2 separate regions of the Mus musculus genome follow, and region 1 is linked to region 2. The links are chromatin contacts, called in public HiChIP or PLAC-seq maps. All regions are on one chromosome and are shown on one strand. The core of a region is the stretch at or near the end of the contact, and the rest is flanking DNA. Distances in the headings are between cores, read along the strand shown.

Region 1 (3,566 bases), core at 504-3,003, 71 kb after region 2:
TAGAAAACTCAGTCACAGAGTTCATAAACTCGGTCCAGACTTACTTCAGACTGAGATTTTATTATAAACCATTAAGTTGAAAAGCGCTATGTACCTTTGTCTATTTCTACTTTCAGAAGAAAATGGAAGCCATGCTTGCTTCCCCAGCTCGCTCGCAGCTTGCTGTCTCTTAAAGCATTATCTGTATCCTTACCTGCTCCAGACTAATGGCAGAGACCGTTGCTTTCAGCTGTACTAGGGAATAGTTCAAGAATCTCAAGACACTGTGTCTGTGACACTGTAGAAGCAAGTTACCAGAAGAGCTGACCTCCCCGGATAACTTATAAAATGCACGGCATTGTTCAGACATCACATAGAAGCACAGTTTTGTGTATAAACTGTGAAGTGAGAGAAGTACCTGAGCAGGCAGCAGCATTGTTCTCCAGTTTTCTGTTCTAAAACTTACATTCTTAGAGAGTAGCTACATGAAAGTGGGTTGTGAAATGAGTTGTACCTTATTCAATTCAAGACCTTTCTTTCCAATTCAAGAAGCTTTAATTGCTGTTTGCATAGTGAACACTTACTTTCTGTTGTTGTAACATGGATGTGTTGGGGAGTGGAGAGCATGTGGGTGCTGTGTTAACTGTGTGTATGCCCCCTCCCATTAAAAAATGCAAATGGCCGCTCAGTGTCCCTTGCTTGAATCATCAGTTGTCATTTTCTTCTCTAGTCGTTAAGTACCCAGAACAATCCACCATAGGCGGAATGGGAGTTTGCTACTATACAGGTGCACTTCATTTTATGTAACTAGAGCTGCTTACAAATCAAGTTGGAAAATAAAATATTATGAACTGAATGCCTTTAAAATTCATTAATCCTTTTGTTAGTCACATGATCAGTATAAACTACTGTAAATTAGTTTATCTATTTTGTTGCTTCAGGTCTACCTGGTAGATTTTCTTTAAATGGGGGACACCTGTAATGGGTTTTTATATAGGAAGAAAAAACATTGAATTGGGAAATTTTGGAAATGGACAATGAGAGCTTTGCTACTTTTAATTTACTAATTTTAAAAATTGACTTCGTTTGCCCTTCTAGCTATTTTCCAGGTCTTAGCAGGTTCCCAATTCCATGTCTGTCACCCATCAGCATAAGCACATGCTCTGAGCGGTACCACCTGCAGGGGGCGCTGTGGGCACCTGAGATTGCGCGGGAACCACAGGGTGAACTGAGGCTAGCATTCGTGCTTGTCTTACCGAACGAACATGCTTTCTTTTTTCTGTCGGCTCTGTTTCAGTTTTGATTATTTGATTCATGTCTGTGCTCGTGCTAAATGAGTGCTGTTACACGTTTTCTCTGTTTTACAAAGGAAATAATGTTTTCCTCTCTTCCCTCCCCATCTCTGTGCACACGCTTCCTGTCTGCGGCTCGCTTACCTTACCGCTGCTTTGCAAGACCAAGCAGGTTGGTGTGATTGGCTGGCACTTCACCTGGTGCGCTCACTCATTTTCTCAAGACCTTTTATTTAAGTACTTGACTTTTTTATTTTAATAATTTTTACAAGGTAAGTATCTGTCTTTTTAAAACAATTCCATTTTAGCTATTTTAAAAGCCTTCTCCCCTAAATCCTTAAAGACCTATTAAGTCAGTTTTTGAAAATGTACTTGTACCTGATTTGACAGCATTTTCCTCCTCTTTTGAAGGCCAAGAGTCAGTTTTTATTGCCTACACCATGGGTTCTTGTGACACATGTGACATTAGTCGGGTTGTCACTTCCTGCAGCTCTACCCATGCCCACCCCATCAGGTCACCTTCACTTCGGTGGCCCCTGGCAGACAGGGCACTGGAAGGCTCACTACTTCTCTTTGACTTAGCTAAATACTTTTTATACTCACAACATGCCTTTTTAGATTTATTTACTTAAACTTTTTGTGCTAAATTTTATCAGTGAAAACTAGAAAAGTTTCTGAGGTTGGGTTTTTCCAAACCTTCTGGAGGTTTTGTGGTCGATGTTTTGTTTTGTTTTTTAATTGATTTGGTTGGTGAAACTGCGTGTGGTCCCGGGAATGAGCCCAGGGCTTTGCACATGGTGGCCAAGCACTGAGCTACGCCCCCATCTCCTTTAAAAAAAAAATCTCTTCAGAAGCATATGTAGACTCTTATGCCATTGGAGCGGTCCAAGTACCCATTGAGGGCACAGAAGGCAGATTGCTTCAGGCTCCTCACAGCATCCCCCAGTGGAGAGCAGGCTACTGGAAGCTAAGGCTTATATCTAGGGGAGCACGGGATACAAATTTATTCCTTAAAGATCTATGTAAAAGTTACTCTTGGTCACCAAATTTTTACACAGTCACATTTAGCTTAAAGTATTACTTGAAAAAAATAATGTGACTTGTCACAGTGATTCTGGCTAGAGCCACATGGGACTTGAATGTGTGGACCTTTGAACTGACCCTAGCTGTGTGCTCAGTGTCTTCATGAAACCCTCTTGAGCACGGTGAGGCGCTTGCATCTAAAGCACGGATTTGGAGGGATCACTGTGTAAGACAATCACCTCAGCAACAGACAGCATTTATACATCTTCCTATGCAGCCCTGTTTTGTATTACTGCCTCCTAATGGGTTTTTTGGAGCTGTTTATAACTATTAGCAAGACAAAACACTATGAGTCCAAAATTACATTCCCATATTGACCTGCACACCTCATCTCTGATCTTAGTACCCAGGCCTTCCACACACGCTGTTTTTGTTTTAACGTATTTACCATTTTTCTCTAAATGTTTGTAACCCTGAGGTGGAAGTTACATGATCTAAGGCGTATGTACTTCCTGTAAACCTGAGCTTAGACTTTTCTTCTCAAATTTTTAATAAATTATTGCTGATAGAAAGTCTTTTCATGGAGTTCATTGGGAGTAAGAATTCAATTGTTTGTGAAGACTATTCTGTACAGCATAATTCTGAAGGTTCAAAGCAGATGGCTGTGCCGTTAGGCCCAGGCCGCCTCGGGCCCAGAGTGCAGTGAATCACACCACCCCAGCCCCTGGGTCCCAGCTCTGAGCTCCTCGTTGGTTTGTGCTTAGATTTTGCTTTAGTCTTTGGTTCTGAAGAAGGAACGATGCCGCTCAACTCTTGAATTCCTAATGTGATTTTGTCGTAAGAGTTGAAAAAGCCTATGCATGGTCCTGCCTTTCACGGCTCCTGCAAGAGTCTGCTTAGATCTGTAGTCCCCTTGCCATTGGTTTTCGGTTCCTTTTCCTTCTCAGCAGGAGGGCTGGATTTGGGGTAGAGGTATTAGTTTATCATCCTCTGTCCTTGTCCCTTGGGAAGGAAGTAGAGAATGACAAGCTTTCAGGAGAGCCTCAGGCCTGACAGTTCTCTGAAACGCTTGTTGTTCTGAAGGAACACAATTCTAAGAACTTGCATCAACCACAAATGAATTGTCATTTGCTCAGTTTCAGAACCACTGAGGTAGCGCTTGTTTTCTTTGTTATTTGTTTTCATATAACTTCATGACTTTGAGATTCACTGGTGAACTTCGTGTGAGCAAGCTGCATCTGTCTGCACACATTAGGACGTTGCTGTCAGTTG
Region 2 (3,486 bases), core at 811-3,310:
GGGAAGTCACCAGTCTCCCTGGTGTGTGTGTGTGTGTGTGTGTGTGTGTGTGTGTGTGTGTGTGCCCAAGGAGGCCAGAGGCATCAGACACCCCTGCATCTGGAGTGACATGCTGTTGTAAGCTGCCCCACGATTTGGATGTTGGAAACTATGGGTCTTCTAAAAGACTGCTGAGCCGTCTCTCCATCCTTCCTCTTTTTTATTTGAGACAGGATCTGTCTGGTTGGGATTAAAGGTGAGTGCCACCACACCAAACTAAGTGGATGTTTTGAAATAACACTCGAGTGGAAATGAAAGGCCATTTAGAAGGTAGTCTAAGGCCAAGGAGGAGTGAGAAAGAAAAAGGCAGCGAGGAGAAACTTGCATGTTTCCTTGCAGCAACTGTTTCAGATGATGGAATCCTCAACCCCGCATGCTCTCCCCATGCACTCCGCATGCTCTCCCATGCACTCCCGGGGTCAGACATTAGGGCTAGAGGAGACACTAGCAAACAATGGGTTCCAATCACAATTTAAAGCCCCTTGCTTGTTTTTCTTCATTTTCAGAGACTTGAGGGACCCAGTTCTCTCCATTGTGTAGATCCCAGGGATTGAACTCAGGCCATCAGATTGGGTGGCAAGCAACTTTACCCGCTGAGCCACCTTGCTGGCTCATGGATACACGCCATCAGAAGAGTAGCTTTCATAGTAAGGTTAAGAAGCTGGGTGTGGGATGTGATTCAAACAGGAAAGTTCATCACTAATCCACCTCCCCACTCTAACCACTGTGCTGTGACCCCAGGTGTTTGTTTGCTTGTTTGTTTGGGGGGTGTCTTGTTTCTTTCTTTGGGGGGGGGTCACCAGACTGGCCTCCATTTTGTTTTATAATGGAGGATGACTAGAACTCTGAACTGTCCTGCCTCTAACTTCCAAATACTAGGATTATAAATGTGCCCCTCACATCTGGCTTATGCAGTGCTGGGGACAGAACTCAGGGCTTCCTGCACGCTAGCGAGCAAGCACTCTACCAAACTGAGCTGCACGGGGCCACATTTCTTGTCAGAGAACGTACAAGGAACAACAGCACGGTGGAGCATCCAACAAAATAAAAACACTGTTAAGAACTCCAAGATACTTCAGCTGGGTACCTTGGAGACAAGACATGGTTTGTAAAGAAAGAAGGGAAAAGCTTCTTCTCTCTTCAGAGAGAGAGAGAGAGAGAGAGAGAGAGAGAGAGAGAGAGAGAGAGACTGACTCTATGGAGGGGACAGGAAGTGTTCCACAGCACGGGGTGTGCCAAGTCCAGATGTGGTCTCCAGATACCTCCAGCAGGCATACGTTTCCACTGAGGGGAGGACAGGGTTGTTTCTCAAGAAGATATTGGGGGTGGGATGCACATTCGTGGGTAGTGGAGGGACAGAGGCAAAGTTTGCCTTACTATCAGGGAGACCTTAGGGAAAGGCAGGGAAAAGAAGACGGGGCGAGCTAGATCTTGTAGTCACTGAAAAAGTTTACGGAGCCTCTTGAGACGTTTGTGTAGGTTTTTTTTTGAGTGGTATGGTTGGCGAAGATGTGCGTACTGTGAGAACCAAGTTCCTCTCTGCATAATGCCATAACTCCAAACTCGTGGGACAAGCAGGGTGAGGATCACTAGCAGTATGCTGCGCATAGATGTCGAGTCCGCTTCCCAAACTGCATCTTTCTCCGGTTCATCATTGCGCAAGGAGCCAAAGGCTGCCTGGCAGGATGCACCGGTCCAGCCCAGGGCTCCCGCCCTAGCTCCAGCTTAGAGCATCAGGTGGGACCTATGGCACAGGCAGAAGAGGCTGAGGGATCTCTCTCGGACCTGCAGCGCATGAACCATCCGATCGGTGGTCCCAGTGCGTTTGCAGGTTCCTGTAGAGACAGTCAGCTTGGAGGCAGAACTCCCAGGGCACACGTAGCACCCCTCTGTGCTATGCACTAATCTGGCTTCCAAGGGACACTCAGCAGGCCTCGGAGAGGCCCGGGTCCCCCAGACGTGGCAGTCCGGGCCCCCCACCTCACAGACTACAAGTCCCAGCAGCACCCGCAGCTAGTACCTCCTGCCAAGCCGCGGAGACCCCCGTCGGTCCCAGCCGCGGGGAGTGCGCTGTGCTGGGGCCGAGCCGGGTAGGGAGGCCGGTCCCGCGGGCGGGGGCGGGGCCGGCTCCGCGGCTTCTCCCGCCGCCGCCGCCGCCAAGGGGAGTTTCCAGGAAGTGGCCATATTGGATCCATTCAGCCGCAGCCGCCCGGGCGGAGCGCGTCCCGCAGCCGGCTCATCCCCGCCGCGGCCCCGGCGTTCCCCGCAACCCGCCCGCCCGGTGCGCAGCTCGCCATGGCGGCCACCGACTTGGAACGCGTCTCGGTGAGGCCTGTGGCGCGCAGGGGCACGGGAGGGGGCGCGAGGCGGGCTGTCAGCACCGCGCGGCGGGGCCTCGAACCCCGGGACCCGGGAGCTAACCCCGGGAGGGTGTCTCAGAGTGTTGGGCTTCGCGCGATGTGAGCTCTTTCGCGGGAAGAAGCCAAGATCTGGGCTGATCGGGGCAGGTGTGAAGACAAGACTCGTGTCCAGAGGGGAGGATCCCGGACGCCCCCGACTCTTCTCTCCCAGGGTGTTCCTGCACCTCTGGGTACTTGCCTTTGCCGCGCAGGTGCTGTTATCTGGGTGCAAAGAGTGAGGATGGAGCCCCAGGGATCCAGGGATTTTTCTACCCCCCAGCACACACACACATTCCAGAAAGAGCTCAGGGGAGTTGCAGACTTTGGGTTGGAAGAACCCAGGCTCGCTGCTCATCTCCTCCACTGCCCTCCCGGGAACCTGGATCCTGGGTGCGACTCCAGACAGGTCCAGGGCCTCAGTGGTTGGCTCTGGCTCTGCGGCAGCCATTCCCAGGAGCTGAAGTGATTCCAGATCCAAACCATTGAGTGTTTGTTTGGGCCCCAGTCTGGACCTGCCTCTCTCTAGGCTGACGCCCCTTGGTGGTCCTAAGGGGGGTGTCTGTGGACTTGAGCCAGGCTATAGCATGCGGAGGGAGGCCTTTTGGGGGTTGTCTGCACTCTTGGTGTCTAAGGCTGGATTTGGGTGTGTCTGGGAGGCTAGGCTGTGACGGTGAAGGAAGCTGTGTCCTCTTGCCAGCATGTGAGGCCCTGGTCGACTGGAAGGGGAGGAGGGGAAGAGAGGGAGGAGGTGGAGGAGGGCCCAGGGCTGTTGGAGGGAGGGAGAATTCTGAATGTGTGACCGATAACGAATTGGTTCTGGGGCTAAATAAGGGAGCCAGGACTTATGTAATTTTGCTATAAATACTGTCATCTGAATTTATATATGCAAATTTCTTCTTTAATCTGAAAATACATTTGTTGGTCTTTGCGAATATGCATAACAAAGCAGGAGCTTTCATAATGTGTAGACTGGTGTGTTCTGTGCCCCTTGGGGAGGGGGCTGTGTGTCTGTTAAGTAAGTTTGACTTCATGGGTAACAGATGCAGAG

The links. HiChIP or PLAC-seq counts read pairs in DNA pulled down with a chosen protein or histone mark.
Region 1: a contact with region 2 is called in an H3K4me3 HiChIP or PLAC-seq map of the SCID.adh cell line, with 16 read pairs. The contact joins the enhancer-like site here to the promoter of Septin8 in region 2. A contact is called at or near these places in 1 of 39 promoter capture datasets (the C10 cell line), 1 of 15 datasets of contacts at CTCF or cohesin (CD8 T cells), 4 of 484 Hi-C or Micro-C datasets (the G1E-ER4 cell line, the HL-1 cell line, embryonic stem cells and 1 more), 7 of 115 datasets of contacts at active chromatin or transcription factors (the SCID.adh cell line, embryonic stem cells, memory CD8 T cells and 2 more) and 4 of 9 other capture datasets (adipose tissue, embryonic tail, liver and 1 more).

Annotation. Positions count from the first base shown.
Region 1 is chr11:53,589,283-53,592,848 of GRCm38.p6, forward strand. It overlaps Kif3a (kinesin family member 3A), which reads left to right. Exons shown (of 18, transcript NM_008443.4): 10 at 1,435-1,443. Among named protein-coding and RNA genes, the nearest start is that of Kif3a, 24 kb to the left of the region's middle. Within about 2 kb of position 1,754, at least 29 of the 459 cell types and tissues checked have an H3K27ac peak or open chromatin away from gene starts, as enhancers often do. A contact at or near this core is called in CD8 T cells, the G1E-ER4 cell line and the SCID.adh cell line, where this site is marked.
Region 2 is chr11:53,517,676-53,521,161 of GRCm38.p6, forward strand. It overlaps Septin8 (septin 8), which reads left to right and starts at 2,061. Exons shown (of 10, transcript NM_001347496.1): 1 at 2,061-2,364. The coding sequence starts at 2,335.